2 separate regions of the Rattus norvegicus genome follow, and region 2 is linked to region 1. A link is a contact called in public Hi-C data. All regions are on one chromosome and are shown on one strand. Each heading gives the region's core, a stretch centred on a gene start, on an enhancer-like site or on the middle of the called end of the contact. The rest is flanking DNA. Distances are from core to core; before and after follow the strand shown. Region 1 overlaps Arhgap45 (Rho GTPase activating protein 45). Region 2 holds the start of Wdr18 (WD repeat domain 18).

Evidence for each region. Hi-C and Micro-C count contacts between places; a contact is called where the count stands out from the background.
Region 2: a Hi-C map of Schwann cells shows a contact between it and region 1, with 4 times the contacts expected there. The contact joins the promoter of Wdr18 here to the enhancer-like site in region 1.

Annotation. Positions count from the first base shown.
Region 1 is chr7:10,321,973-10,326,817 of GRCr8, reverse strand. It overlaps Arhgap45 (Rho GTPase activating protein 45), which reads left to right. Exons shown (of 23, transcript NM_001108067.1): 23 at 528-1,279. The coding sequence ends at 844. Among named protein-coding and RNA genes, the nearest start is that of Polr2e, 7.0 kb to the right of the region's middle. Within about 2 kb of position 2,982, at least 42 of the 93 cell types and tissues checked have an H3K27ac peak or open chromatin away from gene starts, as enhancers often do. A contact at or near this core is called in Schwann cells, where this site is marked.
Region 2 is chr7:10,396,139-10,400,983 of GRCr8, reverse strand. It overlaps Wdr18 (WD repeat domain 18), which reads left to right and starts at 2,309. Exons shown (of 10, transcript NM_001039027.1): 1 at 2,309-2,523; 2 at 3,154-3,264. The coding sequence starts at 2,314.

The DNA.
Region 1 (4,845 bases), core at 1,733-4,232:
GTGTGTGTGTGTATCTGTGTGTCTGAGTGTGTGTGCGTCTGTATCTGTGTGTCTGTGTGTGAGTGTGTCTGTATCTGTGTGTCTGTGTGTGAGTGTGTCTGTATCTGTGTGTCTGTGTATGTGTGTCTGTGTGTGTGTCTGTATGTGAGTGTCTGTGAGTGTGTGTGTATCTGTGTGTCTGTATGTGTGTGTATCTGTGTGTCTGTGTGTATCTGTGTGTCTGAGTGTGTGTGCGTCTGTATCTGTGTGTCTGTGTGTGAGTGTGTCTGTATCTGTGTGTCTGTGTATGTGTGTCTGTGTGTGTGTCTGTATGTGAGTGTCTGTGTGTGTATCTGTGTTTCTGTGAGTGTGTGTGTGTATCTGTGTGTCTGTGAGTGTGTGTGTGTCTGTGTCTGTGTGTCTGTGAGTGTGTGTGTGTCTGTATTTATATATCCGTGTATCTGTGTGTCTGTGAGTGTGTCTGTTCGTATGTGTGTGTTTTCACTTTTGTCTCCCCTCATCCCTCTGACACCTTCTCTCTGCCCCAGAATCCCAGGTGGCATCCAATGACTCAGACTCAGAGCTGGAAGAGGCTTCTGACCTCCTTTCGTCCTCGGACGCCAGCGCCCTGCACCGCCTCAGTTTCCTGGAGCAGACCGAGGCAGGCCTGGAGGAAGGTCCCCAGAGCCACAGTGGCAGTGAGGAACAGCTGGAGAGTGAGGATGCAGCCCCAGGCCATCAGCTGTGTTCCTTCAACACCAACCAGTCCAACAACACCACACAAGCCTCTCTGCCCACCATGCGACTCCGAGATGGGCAGATCACAGGTGGCAGCGGTCGGAAGCGGCAGCCACAGTTTGTCTGAGCTGGGTGGTGATGTTGGGGACCATCAGCTCACTGCCAGCTACTCTTAAGGGTCACTATGGGCCCTTGACTTGTTTTGGGGGTTTTCTCACAATGCCGAGAAGCTTGAGGGAGCTCAGGGCACCCTGGCACCATGGACTCAGATGGATAGTGGTCCCAGGTGGACTTGCCTGGCCTTCGTGTGCCTGTGCCTGTGCCTGATGCAGCCGCCGAGTCCCATGATGCCTTCGTCTCTCCCACGGCCCCCATCAGTCTGGATGTGTCTGAGTGGGCACAGCACCAGGACAGGATGCTGTGTGGTGTGCAGTCCTGGCTCTGGCTTCAGGAATCTTGCAGGAGTCTGGGCATGGAAAGACAGGTGGGGGTACACAGTGGGTCTCTCCCAAGGAGCAGTGAAAGAGCTTTGCACGTGCACCCCCAATTTGCTTGAATAAACGTCACTGACTGGGCCACACCCCAATCCTGCTGCCTGCTTCTCATTCAGGGTCTCCTTTCGGAGCTCCTTATGTGGATCAGGCTGGCCTTGAACTCCCAGAGATCCACCTCCTTCAGCATCCCGGCCATTGGGATGAAAGGCGCGTGCCATGACCCAACTGCACAGTACTTGGGTAAAATTTATTTTGTGAATTTTGCCTTTTGCTTGTGGGTGTGTGAGTCATGTCCGTGCCATGCCTGCAGAGGCGAGCAGAGGGCTCAGATCCTGGACCTGTGCAAGAGCAGCCAGTGCTCTCGAGGGACTGGCCTATGCTTTACATATGTCTTCCTCGGTGTGGTTTCTGAGTCTGGTTCAAGCCAAGGCTCCGGAGGTGGCCCAGGCTGTGGGGACCACCCTGTGACAAGAACTCTGGGAAGGTATCAAGCCAGGCTGTCCTGAACACACACTGTGACCGTTTACTGTCACTCAGGGCAGAGCTCCTCAGAAGAGTGTACAAGTATGGTTTCGCTTTGTTGGCCTCGAACTTGCTGTGTGGCCAAAGACGACCTTGCATGACCAATGCTCCTGCCTGTACCACCAGATGGCTGCGATTACAGGCTTGTCCCTTCAAGCCGGTTTCTGTGGTCCTGGGGTGAACCATAGCTCCACACATGAGCCCAGGCTCAGGTACTTGCATTAGTTTTTTGGTTTAGTAGTTTAGGCTCTTGAGTTTGACCAGGGTTCCAGGTTCCTCTGTGATCTCCTGACCGTGTGATGCAGGGCTCTCTCTGTCTCTTAACCTTGTTTTTATTATGTGGTGTATGCTGTCCTTACAGACGCTGTCTCATCATGGACAGGTCAGAGGACAACTTGCAGTTCTCTACTTCCACTGTGTTGGTCCGGAGGATCAAATGTGGGTGGTCAGGCTGGCAGTGAGCCCTTTTACATGCTGAGCCCTCTTGCCGGCCTTGTCTTTAATGTCTTGAAGTCTAGCCTGTAGTCCGGGCTAACCTTGACTCACAGCATCTTCCAGGTTGAGCATCCCAGGTGTGGGGATGACAGCTGTCTACAGGCTAGACCCTGTCTCCCAACAGCATATTTTTAGTTTGTGGCTTTTGGAGACAGGGTCTCTCTACATAGCTTTGGCTGTCCTGGAATTCACTGTAGACCAGGCTGGCCTGTCTCTGCCTCCTGAGTGCTAGGATCAAAGGCATATCGCCACCATGCCAATATTTTGTGGATTTTGTTTTTGTAGTTCTGTGAAACGACCCATCCTGCAGAGCTTCAGCCTCAGGAGGGAAGCTCCTGCTACCCTCCTCAGCGCTGATCCTTGCACAACGGTGGCCCTGGGACACTACCCACATGAACTCAGTGTACAGCCCCTCAGAAGAAAGGCCACTTGCAGGCAGGGACTGAGGCCCCAACGAGTATTGTGCTTGCCTGACCTAAGGGAATCCCCAGGTCCTCAGAAACAAGGGGTAGAGCACGCCTGTTATTCCAGCACGGTGGACACGGGCAGGCAGGGGGCAGAGATCAGAAGCTCATGAACTGAAGACTACACAGAGACACTGGGAAGGAGAGGTCAGCTTCTTATCCCAGGACAGGAGTCAAAAGAATTCTCAGCTACTCTGGTATCAGCGAGAAGGGAAGGGGCCTTCCTTCCTGGGGCGGGGCTTCCTGATGAGGGGTCAGCCAGAAGCCTGCAGCAAACCACAGGCACAGATAAAATGCCTGAGGGTGACTCAGAGATGGTCTGGACAGACAGAGTTGCGGTCAGCACTTCAGGGACAGCCCTGATGTCGGTAAACAAGATATCTTGGCCCCAGGCCAGGACCCAGACATGAAGGTAGTCTGGACTTAGTTCTTCAAGAGAGGAACTATGGCAGGATTGGTTGCCGGCGAATGTGACGAATGCATGTTAACCGCCTGTACATAGGGATTTGGCTTTTTTTTTTCTAAAGTGTCCATTTTTATGCAGGGCCCTGGGTGGTCTGGAGCTCACAGAGCCCCTCCCAAGTGCTGAGATTAGATATGGCTCATGCACTGCCCCACTTCGGAATTGAAACAAGCCCTCCCCACACTGGGACAGACCCACTGAGCCACACCCTGATTCTGATTTACATTTATAAGAAGTCACGAGAAGTGGTATGCCCAATTCACAGTTGGTCAAACAGTATAGGTCACAAAAAGCCACCAAGGTGGTGCAGCTAGGAAAGTTAGCTATGCTGTGCTGGATGTGAAACCTAGGGCTTCCCACTGCTAGATGGGTGTTCAAGCCACGGCCACCCCCACCAAACTCCCCAAGTGACAGTGGGCTTCGTGGCTCTTCACTGTGACTTAATACAGGAGGCGAACTTGGGCCAAGCTTGCTTCAGGCTCTCAGCCTATGGTGACAAATAACAGAACTTTCAATGTCACCTGTCACCACTCTTCGTCTGCCCACACTGAAGCCGTGGAGGCACGAACTCCATCCCTCCCCTGCACCCTCAGGGGCCTCTGGGAGACTTCCAGACCCTTCTCAGTCTGGCAGGCTTCCACCAGGATGACTTTTCAGTGTCCCTCTGGAGAGCAGACAGAGGGAAGCCTCCGTGTTCTGCTGGGAAGTCCAGAAAACACTCATCTTGTGACCCGAGGCGCCCACAGCTCTACAGGAGGGGGAACAGAAATCAGCGGTCAGCAGTGTCTCAGGCTGCCTTTCAGGAGCCCACAGGGTTGCAGGACAATGGGTCAGTTGAACTGGAGTGTGGATGTGACCAATGTGTAAGAAAAAAACTGAGTGGGCTTAGTGGTGAAAAGCACTGACTGCTCTTCCAGATATCCTGAGTTCAATTCCCAGAATCCACAGAGGCTCCCAACCATCTGTTCACAACCACCTAGAATGGAATCTGATGCCCTCTTCTGGTGTATATGAAGATACATAAATACTGGGTTGGAGAGATGGTTCAGTGGAAGAGCACTGACTGCTCTTCCAGAGGTCATGAGTTCAAATCCTGGCAACCACGTGGTGGCTCACAACCACCTGTAATGAGACCTGATGCCCTCTTCTGTGTCTGAAGACAGCTACAGTGTGTATAATAAATCTTAAAAAAGAGAGAGAGATGGAGTTGGGTAGGTTCAGCTCCCAGCACCCATATGGTGGCCCACAACCGCCTGGAACTGAAGTTCCAGGGGATGTGAACGGCTGGCATGCTCAGAAACCCAAATCACAAAAGGTAGACAACTGGGCGTGGTGGAGCAGAGGCAGTTCCAACCCACACAGGCCTGGCTCTTGTCTCCATAAGACATGTGGAAGTGGGTGGGAGCCATATTGAACATCCGATCCCAGCTTCCTATGAGCAGCTCATAGGGGAGGTAGAAGGTACCCAGGAAGCTCCCTGGCTGACAGCCTGGGGTATAGGCTATCCTCACCACACATAAGCAGGCAGGCAAAAACAAATGTTTCTAACCTAGCTGTGGTAGCGCACACCTTTCAGCTCAGCACACAAGAGGCTGAGGCAGGGACTCAGGGCAGCCTGGGTTACACATACAGGGAGACCCTGTCCCAAAATGGAGTCATTTGAGTTCAACACATGAACCACACACTCCAC
Region 2 (4,845 bases), core at 1,060-3,559, 75 kb before region 1:
CTTTATTTAAATTCTGACATGGGGTTTCATGTATCCAGGCTAGCTTCAAGTGCACCAAGTAGCCCAGGATGACGCCAGACTCCTGATCCCAACCATGTTTCGCAACCATGCCTGTTTTCTGCAGTGCTGAAGATGAACCCATCAGGGCTTTCATGCTGCTAAGCCAACGTTCTACCCACTGCTCTACCCCCCATTTCTCTTTTTGTGATTAAATTAAATATGTATCTGTTTGTGTCGGGGTGCATTCACTTGCATGCAGGTCCCTCTGAGTGCCAAAGGTGTTGGGTCCCTGGAGCTGGAGTTACAGGTGATTGTGAACCATCCTGGAGTGGGTGCTGGGAACTGAACCCCCAGTACCCTGCAAGAACAGCAAGTGTTCTTACCCACTGAGCCTGCTCCCTGCTCGACAACCTCCCATTCCTCTCCTCATTCACACTTTAGCATTAAGGGTAGCTGCATCCCAGCTCTCAGGAAGTTGAGGCAGGAGTACCTGGTGGGCAACCTGAGCTTAAGTGTTGGGGGATGAATTGCTTCTCTCACATAATGAAGTGACACACAGGCTGTCACCACCAACGCTTTCAAATGCAGCTCCATATCCTCCATTCTGCCCCAGGACCTTTCGCTCTAACCCTGGACAGCACCTTGCTTCTGAGTTTCTTGCTTGTCAAAGTGGTTGCCTTCTCTTGAGAATCGCCTCCTAAGTCCTCCCCCTATCCCCGCAGCTCGCGCCTGCCATCTTGTGGCCACATTCGGTGGCACGCCTCACTCCAACTCATTTCCTCTCTTTCTGGCCTGGGGTCGCCGGGTCGCGGAGTCCAAATGTTTGCACCGGGCATGCATCCTTGCTCCCTCCACAGGCCCAACAGCTGCTGTTAGACCCAGCTCACAACCTCGCCCTGCTGTCCAGCCCTGTCGCACTGCCGCTGGCGCAGCGCTCTGGAGGCCACATTCCTGGCTGCAAGATTCCACACTTGCATGCAATCTCCGTTACTAACAACACATAGAAGGAGGGAGGGGGCACTTGGTTTTAGGCCTGACCTATGACAGCAGCTGTGACCTGAGGCTAAAGGTTGCTTGGCTAGAGATTGACTTGTTGGGTCTACAATGAGTGAACCAAATACAAATTTGAAATTTATGACTCAGAAGAGGAAAGGCCAAAGAGGAGGCGAATCAATAAAGGACGTGGGTCGATTGGTAAGAGTTAATCACCAATATGCCTCGGCCAAACATACATAGCGGCATGCTACACGCAGTAAGTAACGAACTTCATTTGATCTAAATAAAGTATAAAGGTCAGTGGTTTATATTTTTGCTATGAAACAAAGTTTAAGAAGTAAATTGGTCAGCTGGGTGGTGGTGGCCCAGACATTTAATCCCAGTACTCAGGAGGCAGATATAGGTGGATCTCTGAGTTCGAGACCAGCTTGGTCTACAGAGTGACTACCAGGACAACCGTGGCTACACAAAGAAACCCTGTCTCAAAAAACAAAAATATAACAAAAAAGAAAAGAAAAAGCCGGCTATGGTGACATAGATGTGTCATCTCGGCACGCAAGAAGCTGAGGCAGGAGGATTGATTGCCACGAGTTCGAGGGCCAGAGTGGCTCAAGTACAAAACAAAACACTTTAAAACTTTAGATCATTTGAGTCAAAACACCTAGCGCGTATTCAGTGAAAGCTCGCTGGCGGTGGAGGCTCAAGGCTTTAATCCCAACGCAAGAGAGACACTGTGTCGAGGAAAAAAAAAGAAAGAAAGAAAAAAGAAAAGAAAAAAAGACAAACCCTGCAAACAGATAGCAAGCGTATTTTCCTCTAAACAGAGCTAATATGCGCTGAGCCGCCAGGACCCCCAGGCTTCTACGCATGTGCAGGAATCCAGTTTTCCCCCCCCCTTTCCTCCGCCCCGCCCCGCCCCGCTCAGTCCTCCAAGAAGCTTGCGGGTGTTCTAAGCTGCGTGGCGCGTCTACCACTGCGCTGTTCGCGCATTGGCATGTACACTTGTCGTGCGGCTCCGCCCTCTCAACGCTGCTCTACCAGAGACCCTGAAACCCCGCGGCTAGCTCCACCCAAGAGCAGCGAACTTTGTACGCATGCGTATGTGAGCCACCTAAAGTGCATAAATGTCTCTCTAGGCCTCCTGGAGCCCGTAAGCACCAGACAATTAACTCCGCCTCCTCGGCTTGGTGAAACTACTGCGCATGCGTCGGCCTTCCAGCTCCCCCCGCTAGGAAGTACTAAGGCTAGTCGGCCAGGAGCCATCTTGACAGTCTCGCTAAGAATGATGGGATTCGGGGGCGGGGCTGGCAGGGCAAGATGGCGGCGCCCATGGAAGTGGTGGTGTGTACAGACTCCGCGGCACCGCTATGGAGCTGTATGGTGTGGGAGCTTCATTCGGGCGCCAACCTGCTCACCTATCGAGGCGGCCAAGCGGGGCCGCGAGGCCTGGCGCTACTCAATGGCGAGTACCTGCTGGCGGCACAGCAGGGCAAGAACTACATCTGCGCTTGGGAGCTGCAGCGCAAGGTGCGGGGCCTCAGCGTCCGCGGAGCAGCCGAGAGTACTCCGGCGCGCCAAGATTAGAGTTCCGGCGATCCTGGGGTGGTGTGTGATTCGGAAGTACTCGGAGGCCGAGGGTTTTTCCCCCCAGGGGCTTGGCGCTAAGGGGCCCGGGAGATTTCTTCGCGCATGCTCAGATGAAGATCTATGGCTTTTGCACACTTGCAGTGTAAGGGGCGCTAAGGGACGCAGAAGGGAAATGGGGTCCGTTAGAAGTCATGCTTTTGTATGGCATGGCAGACCAGAGATCTTGAGGAGCCACGGGAAGAGATAGAATGACGGCCCGTTCTTTTACCTTCGTAAAGAGTCGCGGATCTTAACCATCAGGACAGACTAAGGCCTGAGGTCTTTTTGGTTCTTAGTTTCTGGAACACAGAGCTTCCTTCTTGTCCAGTAGGATCCCTACTACTGAGCCCGGACCCTGCCCTCCCGGGGCTGGGGGTAGTTTCTAGGTACAGGTTTGCCGCGCCTCCAACCCTCACTTGGACAGTCTATCTACCCAACCTCTTTTCTTTTGCTCTCTGTACTTAAAACTTTTCCCTTCAGTTGCCTCCGCCCTGATACTCACATAGTTTTTCTTGTATTCTGTGTCCCTAGGACCAGCTTCAACAGAAAATCATGTGTCCTGGGCCTGTCACCTGTCTAACCACGGCACCTAACGGCTTGTATGTTCTGGCAGGAATTGCAGAGAGCATTTACCTGTGGGAGGTGAGAACAGCTTGTCACATGTATGTGTGACTTGGGATTGCTAAAGAGTAAAACTGGTCGGTGTCCTGTCAGCTGAGGTAGGCATGGAATCTTACCCATGACTTCTGAAACCAAAAATGCGACCGTGTCTGTAGGATCCTAATTGGTGACTGAGATGCAGCACAGTGCTCAGCCCACTGGTGGCCCTAGTGCTGTCGTGAGCAACTGAGAAAGAAACTTAGGAAGGGGCAGTGTTCTAACCTGTCTCCTCTTGGCAAAAACATTGACCAAAAACAGTGCAAGAGGAAGAGAACTTTTATTATGTACACTTGCAGTTTATATTGAGGGAATCAGGGCAGAAAGCAGGAAGTCAACATAGTAGTTAACATCCTCAGTAAGGAGCAAAGAGAAATGGTCCTGTGACTAACAACACTTGTTGCTCTTGCAGAGGACCTGGGTTCAATTCCCAGCAACCACATGATGGCTCACAGCCATCCATAACTTCAGTTCTAGGGGACTTCACACCTCCTTAGACCTCAGTGAGCACCAGTCATGCCCCTTATACACATATATACATGCAGGCAAAAACACTCATAAAGGAAATAAACCGGGGTTGGGGATTTAGCTCAGCGGTAGAGCGCTTCCCTAGCGAGCGCAAGGCCCTGGGTTTGGTCCCCAGCTCCGAAAAAAAGAAAAAAGGAAAAAAAAAAAAGGAAACAAACCTGGAAAATACAGAATTTTTAAAAACTGCCTATTGATTGAGAGAGATAGCTCAGCAGTTAAGAATATTGGCCGCTCTCTCAGACGACGCAGGTTTAGTTTCCAGCACCCACATGGCAGCTCACAACTGTCTGTAGCTCCTTCATCTGGCCTCAGAGTACCCTAGACCCACAAAGAAATTTAAAATAGAACTATCAGGAACCCTGAGAGATGGCTTAGCAGTTAGGAGCATTGACTGCCCTTTCAGAGGTCCTGAGTTCAATTCCCAGCAACCACATGGTGGCTCACAACCATCTGTAATGAGATCTGATGCCCTCTGAAGGTGGCAGAAGACAGAGACAGAGTACTCATATACATTAAATAAGTAAATTTTCAAAACACAAGTCTATCACAAGCCCAGTGATAGCCAACCCCCTTTGTCTCACAGTGAGGGACAAAAGATACCAGCACCCTTACCTGCTCCCCACAGAGCAAGAGGTCATTCTTCAGCCTTTAGTTGGCCCCAGTTACATGGCTCTGTGTTGGGCCTAGTTAATAACTAGTTAATAATTTTGGCAACGAATGAGCCTGGAGGCTTAAAAGTTCTAGACTGCATCCTGACCTGGCCATATGGATGGAAGGTGTCAGTGGCACAGAGCTGAGGTCAGCCATGTTTCTGCTCCTCCTGCTTTTTCTTCCTCCAAACCATCCCAGGACCTCCATGGCATTCCCAGCCCATGGTTCTGAAGCTGGCTTGGACAAGAGGAAAACCAAGGCCAGGATTTCACGGCCCCTCAGAAGGGAGCCACATAGGTTGTGCTGCTGTGTGCCAAGGTTGCATCTGAGACCTCTCTTGTCCTTCTTGTGTGTGTGTACCTAGTGTGTGTACGTATACCTAATGTG